Regions from separate parts of the Drosophila melanogaster genome. Here regions 1 and 2 are each linked to region 3. A link is a contact called in public Hi-C and targeted proximity ligation data. All regions are on one chromosome and are shown on one strand. The core of a region is the stretch at or near the end of the contact, and the rest is flanking DNA. Distances in the headings are between cores, read along the strand shown.

Region 1 (3,961 bases), core at 586-3,085, 610 kb before region 3:
TTCAGTGCAATAAATAAATCTTCTTATATTAATCCACTTAAAAATTAATTCCTCAATGATTAAATTTTTATCACAACTGAAATGACATCAATAAAAAACCATTTTCCAAACAGCCTTTCATTTAATTTGCTGAATTATGAACCACTTTCGTAGATGTTTACCAGATAGAGACTTGTTGGTCCAGTTCAAAGCTGCAATTTATGAATGAATTCAATTAAGATGATTTTCTTACCCGAAGCGGGGAAAACCCCAGAGCGCCTCGTAGATCGCAAACGGTCCACTTGAATTGCAGCTCAGCTCAATTAAAAGATAAAAAGCAACAGGGTGAACCATTAATTCAAATTTGCAGCGGTTTTGGTGAGCGGGAGAAGAGAGGGGAATTGAGAAGAGAAAGACTGTAAGCGATTTACTATGATCTCTATAAAATATACGTATACTTGGAGTTTGAGCAATTTAAGACTCCAATTATATTCGATATTTGTTAATATATCTTTAAAATGTCGGTTTCTCATGCATTTTAAGGAAAGAGAAAAACGAAAGAGACAAGAGCAACAAGTTTCGAAAGCTTTTTTACCAGATGGTAATGCCTCGTTCTCACTGCCAGTGTTGTTAAATCAAAAAAAGCGCCAATATTGATGTTTCTCTCTCTCTTCATATTGCTCGCTCTTTCCCTCCCTTTTGTTTAGGGTGGGCAGGCGGCAAACAAGTTTACTTTGCTCTGCTTTTGTGCTTTTCATTCAGTTTTCATAACTCAGTTGTGTTCGTCGCCGTCGCGCGTTCAAAAGCTGAAATCAAAATACCAGTGCTGAAATATAGAAAATCGAAGCGCAATTATAAATCACAAAAATAACGTGATTATTACCCTGTTAATACTATCATAAATAATGATATAAAATGTATGTTAATTCAGATTAAGTGTTAACAAATAAAACGGAAAAAAATAATAATCTATATTTTAAGATCGAAGAATTATTAAATATTTAAATCATTTTTAAAAGTGTTTTTAGTGATTAAAAATGCAGTAAATATACTGAGTGCATCTTTCCTAAACTTTCTTTGATTAAGATACATGGTCTAATTTTAACCATAAGGTAATAATTATGTAAAATGTTTTAAAAAATGCTGCATAAATTTCAATATATTCATCTACCTTTGAAATCCAACCAATATTTGCCAATATTTCGAATTCAATGTTGAAAACGTTTCGTTGTACATTTTAGCAACAGGAAGTTCTGTGTAAACTTTTACCCTGAAAAGACATAAAAAACTTGTTATTGTTTATAGTAGGGGTATAATAAGGCACCTCACCCCTTCCTGGCCACAATTGGCTGTGCGATGGGAAATGTATCTTATAGATAGTTTGCGTAGTTGTTGCTCAGTTTCATGGTCGATTGCCTCGATTATGCTTTCTGATTGCACTACACACAGTCTCCGCCTCACATAGAGAACCCATTAAAACGATATACATTTTGGCACTTTTACCTCGTCTCCCAGATTGGCAGTTCGCCCAGGTGAAAAGAATCTGCGAACCGGTTTTTCGCTGTACAGGTAAACCACATAGATATGAATACCATATTTTTTTTTGTTCTGTGAAATGTTTTCTTTCCCTCCGTTTATTTATGGCTTATCTCCGACAGTACAACTGATATCGAATCGCGGTCGCGACCAACATGTCCAAAAGACATTGGCCCGGCCCACGCAATCGGGCAATCAAAGGGGTAGCCGAAAGTAAACACACCCTTGTTCCAATTGTAGGGATTGCAATCTGACCCGGCCTCTGAAAATATGGGTGGCAAATCCCTATAAGGGATAACGTGGAAATCGTTTCCTTAATGCGACATATTGTCCGAAAAAAAATGAAAATAAAAGCAAAGGTTTTACCATATAAGACAACCCTACAATTTTTACAATTTTTGATTTTAATGAAAGCTTAAGGTTATTGGTATCTTAAATTTTATAATAACATTTTTTAATAAATATTTTAATATGTACACATATATAAATGGAATTTCTTAATAAATTCTTTTTATTCTCTGATGAAATTATAGTTTAAGTCGTATGATTAAGAGCTATCTTGACTCATTTTGAGGGGGCTTTGGAACGAACTGCGATTACCTAAAAATCATGCAAATTTGTTGTTTAATTCACTTAAAAACAATGAGATAAAAAGCCACAGCAAAATATATATATTATTACGTATCAGTAGAACCATAATTTACTAGGAATACAATATTCAAGATAATAATGTGGCTCACTTTGCATTCTGAGGTATTTCTTTGCGATAGTTCTGAAACAATTGATTCGCAGAATCTTTTGACCTCCGTTTCACCGTTCCTATGGTTAACTTTTGGCAAGATTATCAGGTGAGCCATCCGCCTACGCAGTGGGCTAAATGTAACGTCAAATTCGAATGCATTAGATTAATCTCTGGCTAATGAGACAAATTTCAGACACAACTAATTGGCAATGGCAGTCGCAATCGCAGCTGTTTCAGCTGCAGTCGTTGCCATACAAAACATGCAGATACAAAACGTAGATGCAGATACAAATATAATCACAGAGCACGACAATGCCACTGACATAGACCTTGAACTTGTGCGATTTTTCCCGTTTGCCTTGCCTTTTCGCCTTTTGCCGATTTTCCTTTGCTCAGCGGCTTGCATTATCTATCGCAGCGGAGCAATTTGAATAGAAAATTGAGTTTGGAGCTGAGCGGAAATACCTCTGCCTGCCATGTCATCGTAAATATTTTCCCGCTTTATTTTTCATTCAATTTGCTACCTTTGAGTGCTCAAATTGCAAAGCGCGTCATTCGCTTGGCAGGTGGAATGGCAGGTGCATCAGGTACAAAATATATGTCTCCGGGGCATAGAGCTCGAGAAGTGGGCAACTAAAAGCCGAGTCGGAGACGAAAGTGCTAAAATTGAATCATTGAAAGTTGGCTTGAATAAGTGCACTTGAAGGTGCCAGTTGCCAAGACGACAGTGAGTGGAAATAGCTATACTTTTGTAGGCCTTCTTGAAGCTGATTTATTAAAGTTATCATTCGTAATAAGGTCGCATTTGTATATCAAAAGCTAAAGACCTCAAGACGTTCTAAGCTATTTTTAAAGCACGAAAAACATAAATTTAAATGAATACTATTATATTTGAAAGAACACCCGACAGTGTTTTGAGAGATTTAGTACTTTAAAGCGTGTGTTTGTTAAAGCGATCAATAAGAATCACATTTTACGACCCTATTATCTCTTGAACTTAAAATTGTGAATTTTTCACAAACCTATGAGCCCCTTTAAATATTTCTATATTTCTATATTTGTTTTTTCCTTTGCTCACACTCGGTTTAGACTATTCATCAACTTTTCGCAGTCGGTGTTTGCACTTCCAGTTTGTTTATCGCCCTCGCCCACACGACAACCTCAACCTACGACCCATTGGAAACAGTCTCAGTTTTTGTTTTCCTTTTTTTTTCCCTGAAATGTCACTGCCCACATTGTGGAGCTCTCTTCACATTTTCTTTTTTTTTTTCGCAATTTCCCCCTACGTTTTCTTGTTTTCGCTTGCCAGTTTGCATTTGAAATTTGCCGCCCTAGAACAATAAACTGGCTTTATGATAGAAATTCTCTCTGTTTGTAGGGTGTCTGTGGAGGGGGGGGGGAGATGTCAAGGGGGGATTGGGTGGGAAAAATGTGCGGGGGGGGGTGCTACAAATTGGGATGGGGGCTGGATACTACTGTTCAAAGCAAACAAACAAAGTTTGGCATTCATAGTTGAATGCCAGGGACTAATTAAACAATAATAAAACGCAAATAAAACGAGAGTATAATACGTTTTATGGTGCTTCTGGCACCCCTTTACCAACCACCCCACCCACCAACTCAACTCATTCACCCAAAAAAAGAGCGAGAACCCCTTCCCCAAACCACCAAACGTATACACCATATCAGCAGCACCCAAAAATT
Region 2 (3,918 bases), core at 1,359-3,858, 830 kb before region 3:
TAAATGTTTCAAGTTATTTACCAGTCATAAAATACCCCTATAAATAGCAGGTGACCATATAGAATATCGGAACTGACTCGATAAGCCTCATTTGACGAATAAATGTCTAGTGAATTTAATCTTGGGGCGATTCCCATGAATGGGGACTGTACCGCACCGCTTCCCGATCGATTGAAAACAAACGCCTTGGCATCGCTTTTTGCTCCATGCGTATGGTACATGTATACTATGTGTTTTTATCATCACGCCACCGAATGTCCAAGTCCACTCTCGATTCCACTTGCAAGACTGACCGACCCCAAATTAAAAAACAAAAAAAAACGCCTGACTCAGATTGCTCAGAAATTTTCCAAAACTGCCCAGACGCGTTGTATTTTTTTTTTTCGTATAGAGGCGCGTGCCAATGGAAGTCTTGGCTTCAGGTTAGTCGCGTGTTTGGTGACCCGATTTTAAGAACAGATTATTGAGTCGTTTTAAACCAGATAATGCCTGCTGGATCAGCCTCCCAAGCTACGACATATGGCGATTGTTTTGGTTTTGGGTGGCATTTTTCGAATTGCGTTTTGCATCAGTAAAATTTCCACGCCCAGAAGCGTGCGTTGCGATCTTATCAGCCGGAGCAGAGTGAATGGAACTTGGAGGTTCTAAGACAGCCACTAAATCCCCGACCTGACCATGTGATCCGATCGCTGGAAAAAAAAAACAACCGAACCCCAGATCGTGAGAGTTGTTTCTGTGGGGAAAACACGATCGTGAGTCTCGCACTCTCGCGAGCTTTTAATGAGAGCTTTGTCGATTCGATCCAGAAGTTGCTAGAAAATAATGAATATCAGGGTACAACAGGTGCACTGAAAAAAGGGCGTGCAACGAGAGGCTTATCAGAAGCTGTGGGTATTAATAATACTATAAAATTTGTCGTTGCATATTAGAACTATGAAAATGGAATCCTTTTCATTATTATTATTTTTCAGGTTCATAATTTTTTAGCTTATGAACCAATATCTAAGATCTATGGACTTTCCCTGTCTGATTAAAACAAATGCAATATATTATTTACAAAATGCATTCTGTAAATATAGATAATTAAATCTAAAGTTTCTCACAAGTAAAAGGCTCGAGAACAAATGGAATCTTTATTATATGCATGGTCGTCTTTTCAAGCCCTCTAAAAATGAGCAATGGGATGGCAACTGTGTGACTGTGTGTCGTAAATGTTTATAATTAAAACTAGCCCCTGCCTACATCCACACCATAATCATCGTAATCACCATCCGCACAGCCACAACTCACTTTTTATGCGGCCCAACTATATCATGAGGGTAAATATTTATAGTCGCCTGGTAACCTCGTCTTTCCTTTCCTCCTGATAACGAAGCCGGCGACAACGATGACAGTGCAATTGATTGTGATTATGGAATGGCGACAACTGTCGACGACGACGTCGTCGTTTCTATTTCACCAATTCTGGACAGCAGTCCATCATGGCAACCCAAAACTGAGTACTGGATAGGGGGAAATGAGCTCAATCCAAGAATCCACGCTATTTTATCGAGCACCCCAACATTTGATTAGTCTGATATCAAAGGCCTCAAGTGCCGACGCAAGATCCAACGGGGTCAGTTTTGGGGCCTATGCATATCGATCGCAGGTGATCGGGTTGGTAAATACTAGTTTATCTCGGGGAAGTCGTTCGGTGGAGTGGCTAAGTGGTCGGAGGGGTGGGAACCTGATTGGGCTTGGGGGTTTCCTGGGCGGGGTCCACAATATATCAATTAGGCGGCATCTGGATTGTACTAATTAATGACGGCATGCTGTGTAAATTCCGAATTATTCATTGCTATTGAGTACGGCTGCACTGGGTATTTATAAATATATAAATTTTAAGACTAAAGCAAAAAAATTAAAAGTTTGTTTCAGCTTCTCTATCTTCAGATCCCCCAATTTAGTGTGTGAAAGTATGCTACAAAAATCCTTCGAAATCCTTTAGCCACTCCTAATTCAGGTACCTCTTAGTCTCGATCCACTGTACCTCGTGACGTTTCTATTGAAGGCCGAACACAATATACAAGCACTCTAATTTTGCGTGTGCGTACATAAGCTACTATTTGCTTAAGGCTCCGCCGCTAGGTAAATAAAAAATCACCATAGAAATGGAAATAGCAAAAAAAAATAGAAAATCAAAGAAACCAATTTGTAGCAATCTGAAGACAAAATCAAATAATTTGTCACATGGCGGGCTTAACCACGGCAAAATAGAAAACAAAAAAATAAATAAAACCGTGCAAAAGCTTACTATCACACGCCCCCACAATGCTCTCTTGAGCTCTTTCTCTTTTTCGCGCACAAAGTGTGAGTGAGAGGCAGAGCAAACAAAACCGATTCGCACTCTCGCCAATGCACGTGTTACCTTTGTTGGGGCTTTCGATGATTCGGTGAGAGGGGCAAGGGGGCAATGGACAGGTGCCTACGCTACCACTTACCTCGCACGGATAAGTCCATGATATTCTCCTTGGGCTCGCTCATTGCACACTCTGTGTCCTCCTATCGATTGCAAGTGTTTGAAAACCGATTACCGATACACACGGTCGCAGCAACAACGCGTAACTGAAACTATTTTCCAAAAGATTAAATCATTTCGATGGCGGCGCGGGGGAGCATTGGGACATAAATTGGAAATCAAAATAAGAGCAACTTCAAGTACTCATTCTCACTCTGCTCTCTCGCTCTCTCTTTTTGGTGCAGCCGGCAGAATGTAATCACGTGGTCTTTATCTTCACTGGAGCCATTCAGGGGGCCAGAGCGTGAGGGGGCTAGTTGCGGAGAAGCAGCGAGAGAGCCAAGCGGCATATGTCCATCTCGCTCGCTCGCATGGCCCTCTTATATAAGCCTTATGTAACGGAGAGTCGCAGGGGCATGCGCACATGGCAACAGTGGATCGTGGGGCCATAAAAATAGAAATCTATACTAAGTACCCACTACGAACGACTCTGACTAATCGCCGTATTTCTATTTTAGTAGCTAGGGGTCAGGTTGCAGAAGGATTCCATCAAATATTTTACGTCTATAAATAAATAAATATCATAAATCATTTAAATTATAAAATTATTTAAATATATTGATATGAATAAAAACACATTAAATGTGGTTCATAAAATATTTAATATTTTTACATTTAAAAATAGTTTTAGATGACTTCCAATTTTAGTTTAAATACTTAAATTCCTACTAGTAAAATGATATGACCTTAAGTTTTGGGTCATGCTTTTCGAAATCAGTAAGCTATGGAGTTCTTTGTCAAAAGGGGGTTATGTACAAATGTTCATCAAAGGGAATTAAAGCACTTCTGTTATGATAAAAGCTTGAAAATCCTTCCCCTAAGCTAGATAAACAGGGGCAAACATCAGCGCAGCGCAATCAAATTGATTGGCAAGCTGTCTCCCCAATATAGATACCACATAAGGTATGGGAATTAGGCCGGGGATTAGTCAGCGGAGGAACGAATGCTAATGCCTCCTTAGAAGGGGGAATGGTAAAACAATTTCCATTTCTCAACCGATATTATTAGTTTCGTTGAACAAAATTTGCACTGGAAAAAAACCCTTTTCTTACTCATGATAAAATATAAAAACTAATTAATTTTAAGACATTTGGAATAATATTTATAATGAATACTAAGATGCAATCTATTTAACTAAAAGAAGAACAAAAATAAACTTTATCTTTTTAATATACTTTTTCATATTTTCTTGTAAAATACAATCTACATTTTTCAAATTTCTTGGCGCGCCAAATCATTAACATTTCTACATTTGAAAACATGTTAACGAATTTAATGTATTTATAGACTTTTATTATTATAGACTCTTGTGCAGTTAACTAAGCTATTGACTAAATGCTATAAGCTAAAAAAAAAGTCTC
Region 3 (4,183 bases), core at 559-3,058:
TAGTCAATACCCAATACCCAGCTGACGGTGGAGTCAATCCGACCGATTCGTAGATACAGCAGCGCTAAAAACAAATCGTGAGAAAGGCCACCGATGTTGACAATTCACACCCTGGATCGTCGAGAGCGGAAGATTTGTTGCTTTCCTACGCTATGGAAAACTACAGGGAGCTTCTTGGACTCAGACCCCAATTTGCTATCATTAGATAGACTCACTCCAGCATATATTTACATGCTTTACGACTTTTAACACCTGATAAGATTTGATTTAAATGTCACAATTAGCGGATGACAAAAATTTCCATATCAGTGTGAATCTCTCTGTCTGGAGTGTCGGGAGGTATTTTTGAAGTTCATTCCGCTTCGTTTTGCGGATTGCCCTATTTTTAGATAGGCCACGTGCAGTCTGATATCTTATTCTATTAGCTCACAATTACGACGCCTTTCAGGAGTAACTAAGCACTATATTTTTAGCACAAAGTCATGAAAAGGCCTACATTTTATCTATTCACTTGACCATGAGGCATTTCCTTTATTAGTTTTACAATTGCTCAGCAAACCATCAATTACACATTTCCCTTGATAAGCCCATTAAGTGTTTCCGCAAAACTAAAAATGCTCCATATAAGGTCATCGCATTAGCGATAGTAATTGATAGGCTAGTATCGTGGTAAGATTTTAATTTTAGCACTCACATTCAACCTGGAACGTGGAATATGGTGCTATGGGTGTTATGGGGATATAGCAAGGTATCACCATCCGGAAATGAGTCGAGCCCCAAAAAAAGGAAATTCTTTATAGTTTAACGCGATTAGATTTGCGACCGTTAGACTGTAAGGGATATCGGATGGGGTGGGTGTACCATTGCCCAGACGAATCATGCTGATTGCATGCATCGTACGATCTCTGTACGCTGATTCCAGCTCGAGTTCCGGCAGCCAGCTGCTGACGTCAAAGTCTTTAATCGAAAGTCGAAACGATGTGACCCACATACAAACATTGAAAGCACAAGTGTTGGCCTAGCCCTTAGTTGCTGACTAAAGTCGGCCCGGGCAGCCAGATAAGGCCAGACCATCCGACCGCGGATCCCATGCACCGCACCACGTACTCCTTGACGGGGTGTAAGAAATACACTGAGCAAATTTAGAATGAGCTTTACGCTTATCATAGTGATATATGATTGAGACAGGTCTTCTAATATAGTTTTTCCAGCAATGAGTAATAAGAAACGCAAAGAAGGGAGTTCCCCCTTTTATATATTGTGAGTCGGTTCGTTTTATGTAAATAAATTTCTTATAATAAATGCTATTTTTTTTAATCTCAAACAGGTTTTACAATATCTTTAACCAAGTAAATAATAATATATTTTAAATCAATATAATTGATTTACATTTATTAAGACCGTAGATTCTTATTATTTACTTGTCTATACCCAGTACTTTAAAAACTTTGAATATATACTGTAAACTTATTGATTGTATATTTACTTATTTTCAACACATGGTAAAATGTATTTTCGTATCTTAAAGCAAGAACCTAACAGTTTTTTTCAGTGCACAGTTCGAAGGCGTCTACGTGCGCTGCAATGCGAAGCACGAGCCCCGTCGTTAATTTCACCATTAGCCTCCTCGCACAGTGAACACTCTGATAAGACGCCGGCATGCCGTGCCACACATGCACACACATAAATATATAAAGTAATATATGACTGATTGTCTGCCGAGGCCCAAGACGTCGGTCGTCGTAAACAGCTTATCAGCCGGGCAATGTGGTTACCCGTCGAAAGCGCTGGAACGGCAACCAGATCGGGAACCTGTCACAGACAGCTGCCGAGTCTCCGGCTGGCACATGCAATCACCCGGCGGAGCAAAGTGCGAAGACCGACGTCATCGTGGAACGCTGACGCAACGACCTTGCCAAGCGGCCCACCTCCCGACGCTCCCACCGGCCACCCACCTTAAAGTCCAACGGGCTGTGAGTCACCAGTCGCCATTGATTTCCATTAGATTTCGATTCGATGACTGGCACTCATGCGGATCACAGATTACAGGATGTCGGACGACTTAGTTGGATTTCTGGGAATCTCGAAATCCCACTGAGCAATGCTATGATATTGACTTCGATTGCATTGCGGAACTGACTTGGATTACGATTGGATTACAACACGGAACTTTATGATAATATTTTCCAAAAGCCTTTGGTCCAGATTATTAATGATATCATGTAACTAAATAATCATTGAATATTTCCCCTAGCAAGAACTTACATATATATAATAATTATAAGTCCGACGACTTTAAGTGATTTGTTTTTGATGGATTTGAAAGATACAAAATTAAAACATCGCTCAACTTGCAATACTAAGCCACACAAGCTGAGAGTCCACCGATCGATCATTAGTTCTTCTTGGCCATTAGAAAATCCCTTCTTTATATAACACGATCATCCGATACGATCCGTTGCCTCTTTCATCAGCTTTTTGGCCAGACATGCCCTGGGGTCTCGAATCTACACAGACACCTCATACATTCAAAATCGATATTTTTTAGATGCTGCTCTTTCGAGTCGAGCTTAGTGTTTTTTATTTTTTTTTTTTTTTTTGGTTTTTGCTGGCTTTGTCTTTGGCGCCGTCTAGCTCAAAAATGTCTAAAACTGTCATTAATTAGAATTTGCAGCGTGTCGAGTCTGTGCCATCCGTCGTCGCTTGTCTGGCCGTTTGGCATTAAAATGTTAACCACCAAGGGGCCAAAAAGGGGGACCAGACCGCATCGCGAACGTTTCTGGAATTCCCCCGCCGCAAAAAAAGAAAGCAAGCCACAAGAAAAATTAGCCAACAAGCGTGTGTTTGCCAAAGCCAAGGCAAAAACAACACAAAAAAAAAGAAATAAGAGTTAAAAATAATCATAAATAAAGGTAGGAAAATAAAGCAAATATCGCCTGAGACAAAAACCAGTCGGAGATGCCGTTGGAGACGCCAAATGGTGGCTACGCTCGACAGGGGAGGGTGGGGGGATAGGGGGCCACAGACGGGCCCCACTCTAAGCCACTCTAAGCCAACTGAGCAACTGAGCCACTGAGCCACTGAACCGCCGAGCAACAACTCTGAGCCACTTTGAGCCACACGCGCCGCGCTTTTGTCATAAGCCTGTCATAGACCACGCGACTGCAGCTGAATTCACACGCTTCGTTGTGGTTTATTGTATTTTTTTCCATATAATTTATATATCATTTGATTGTATTCCACTTCGTGGAATTTGCGGCGACATTCCCAGCACACTTCGTATATATATATAGTGTAGTCTACTGACATGTGGATATATGGATAATGGGGCCACAGTCTGGCTTCTATTCAGAACGATTGGCCGATTTGGGTGCAGTTTCCTAGGCCAGATTTGCATCGAAAGTTTAACAATTCGATCAGATCTTATCTTTTATTTCTTTCGCTAAATCATAGATTTTGAAAGGAATTTTAAAGTGGAATTTTTTGTTCTTGGCCTATTCATAAAACATAATTTTTCCACAATAAAGAGTTTTGTATGTATGGTGGTATAAAAATCTGATCAATGCAAAAGCTGAAATATTTCTAAAATATTGGTCTGCAGTGTAGAGCAAATAAATATGTATATATAAATACATTTTTTTTTAAAGAAGACTATCTACTGTAATTGCTATTTTCCGACACTTAATTTGCAGCTGACGTTCTGTCAATTAGCCACATGGAATGGCATAGTGCCTGTTGTGGGCGTTTGATTGATGTTAGAAATGCCGCCATCGTGCGATACTCGATTATGATAATGCAGGTGAGCCTTCAACAGGTGCCACTGCCATTGGGGATTGGAATGGCGTTTGGAATGGGATCGGGAGTGGATATGACCAACAGTTCGGAGCTTTGGAGCCGAGTCGTGCTGGTTTTTCCCCACAGAATTAACTTCAAGAGCAGATAACATGCCTCATAAATCAAGAGCATGTAAATAGTTTAACGCGTGTGTGTTCCACTTTATTAGCTCATTGAAGCTCATGAGCATTGCTTTTGTGCACATCGTAATATGATAAAATATATATAATATATTATTAATATTTATTATTAATATTATTAATAATTTCAATTTTATTCTACCTTTCTTCTCTTAAAACACTCTTGGTATTTATCATCAAGTTATCTAATTGATCATCACTTGAGATAC

What was found. Hi-C and Micro-C count contacts between places; a contact is called where the count stands out from the background.
Region 1: a Hi-C map of the S2 cell line shows a contact between it and region 3, with 2.6 times the contacts expected there. A contact is called at or near these places in 3 of 107 Hi-C or Micro-C datasets (the S2 cell line, embryo and gut).
Region 2: a targeted proximity ligation map of the S2 cell line shows a contact between it and region 3, with 10 times the contacts expected there. A contact is called at or near these places in 6 of 107 Hi-C or Micro-C datasets (the Kc167 cell line, the S2 cell line and the Sg4 cell line) and 1 of 7 datasets of targeted methods (the S2 cell line).

What each region holds. Positions count from the first base shown.
Region 1 is chr3L:8,081,365-8,085,325 of dm6, forward strand. lncRNA:CR43974 (long non-coding RNA:CR43974) reads right to left here and starts at 1,836. Exons shown (of 3, transcript NR_073918.1): 1 at 1,309-1,836; 2 at 1,151-1,249; 3 at 560-785. All of the region lies in intron 3 of Sarm (Sterile alpha and Armadillo motif), which reads left to right.
Region 2 is chr3L:7,864,761-7,868,678 of dm6, forward strand. It overlaps Pdp1 (PAR-domain protein 1), which reads right to left and starts at 2,609. Exons shown (of 5, transcript NM_168233.3): 1 at 2,481-2,609. The coding sequence starts at 2,523.
Region 3 is chr3L:8,690,895-8,695,077 of dm6, forward strand. It overlaps lncRNA:CR44526 (long non-coding RNA:CR44526), which reads left to right and starts at 1,809. Exons shown (of 1, transcript NR_124833.1): 1 at 1,809-2,297.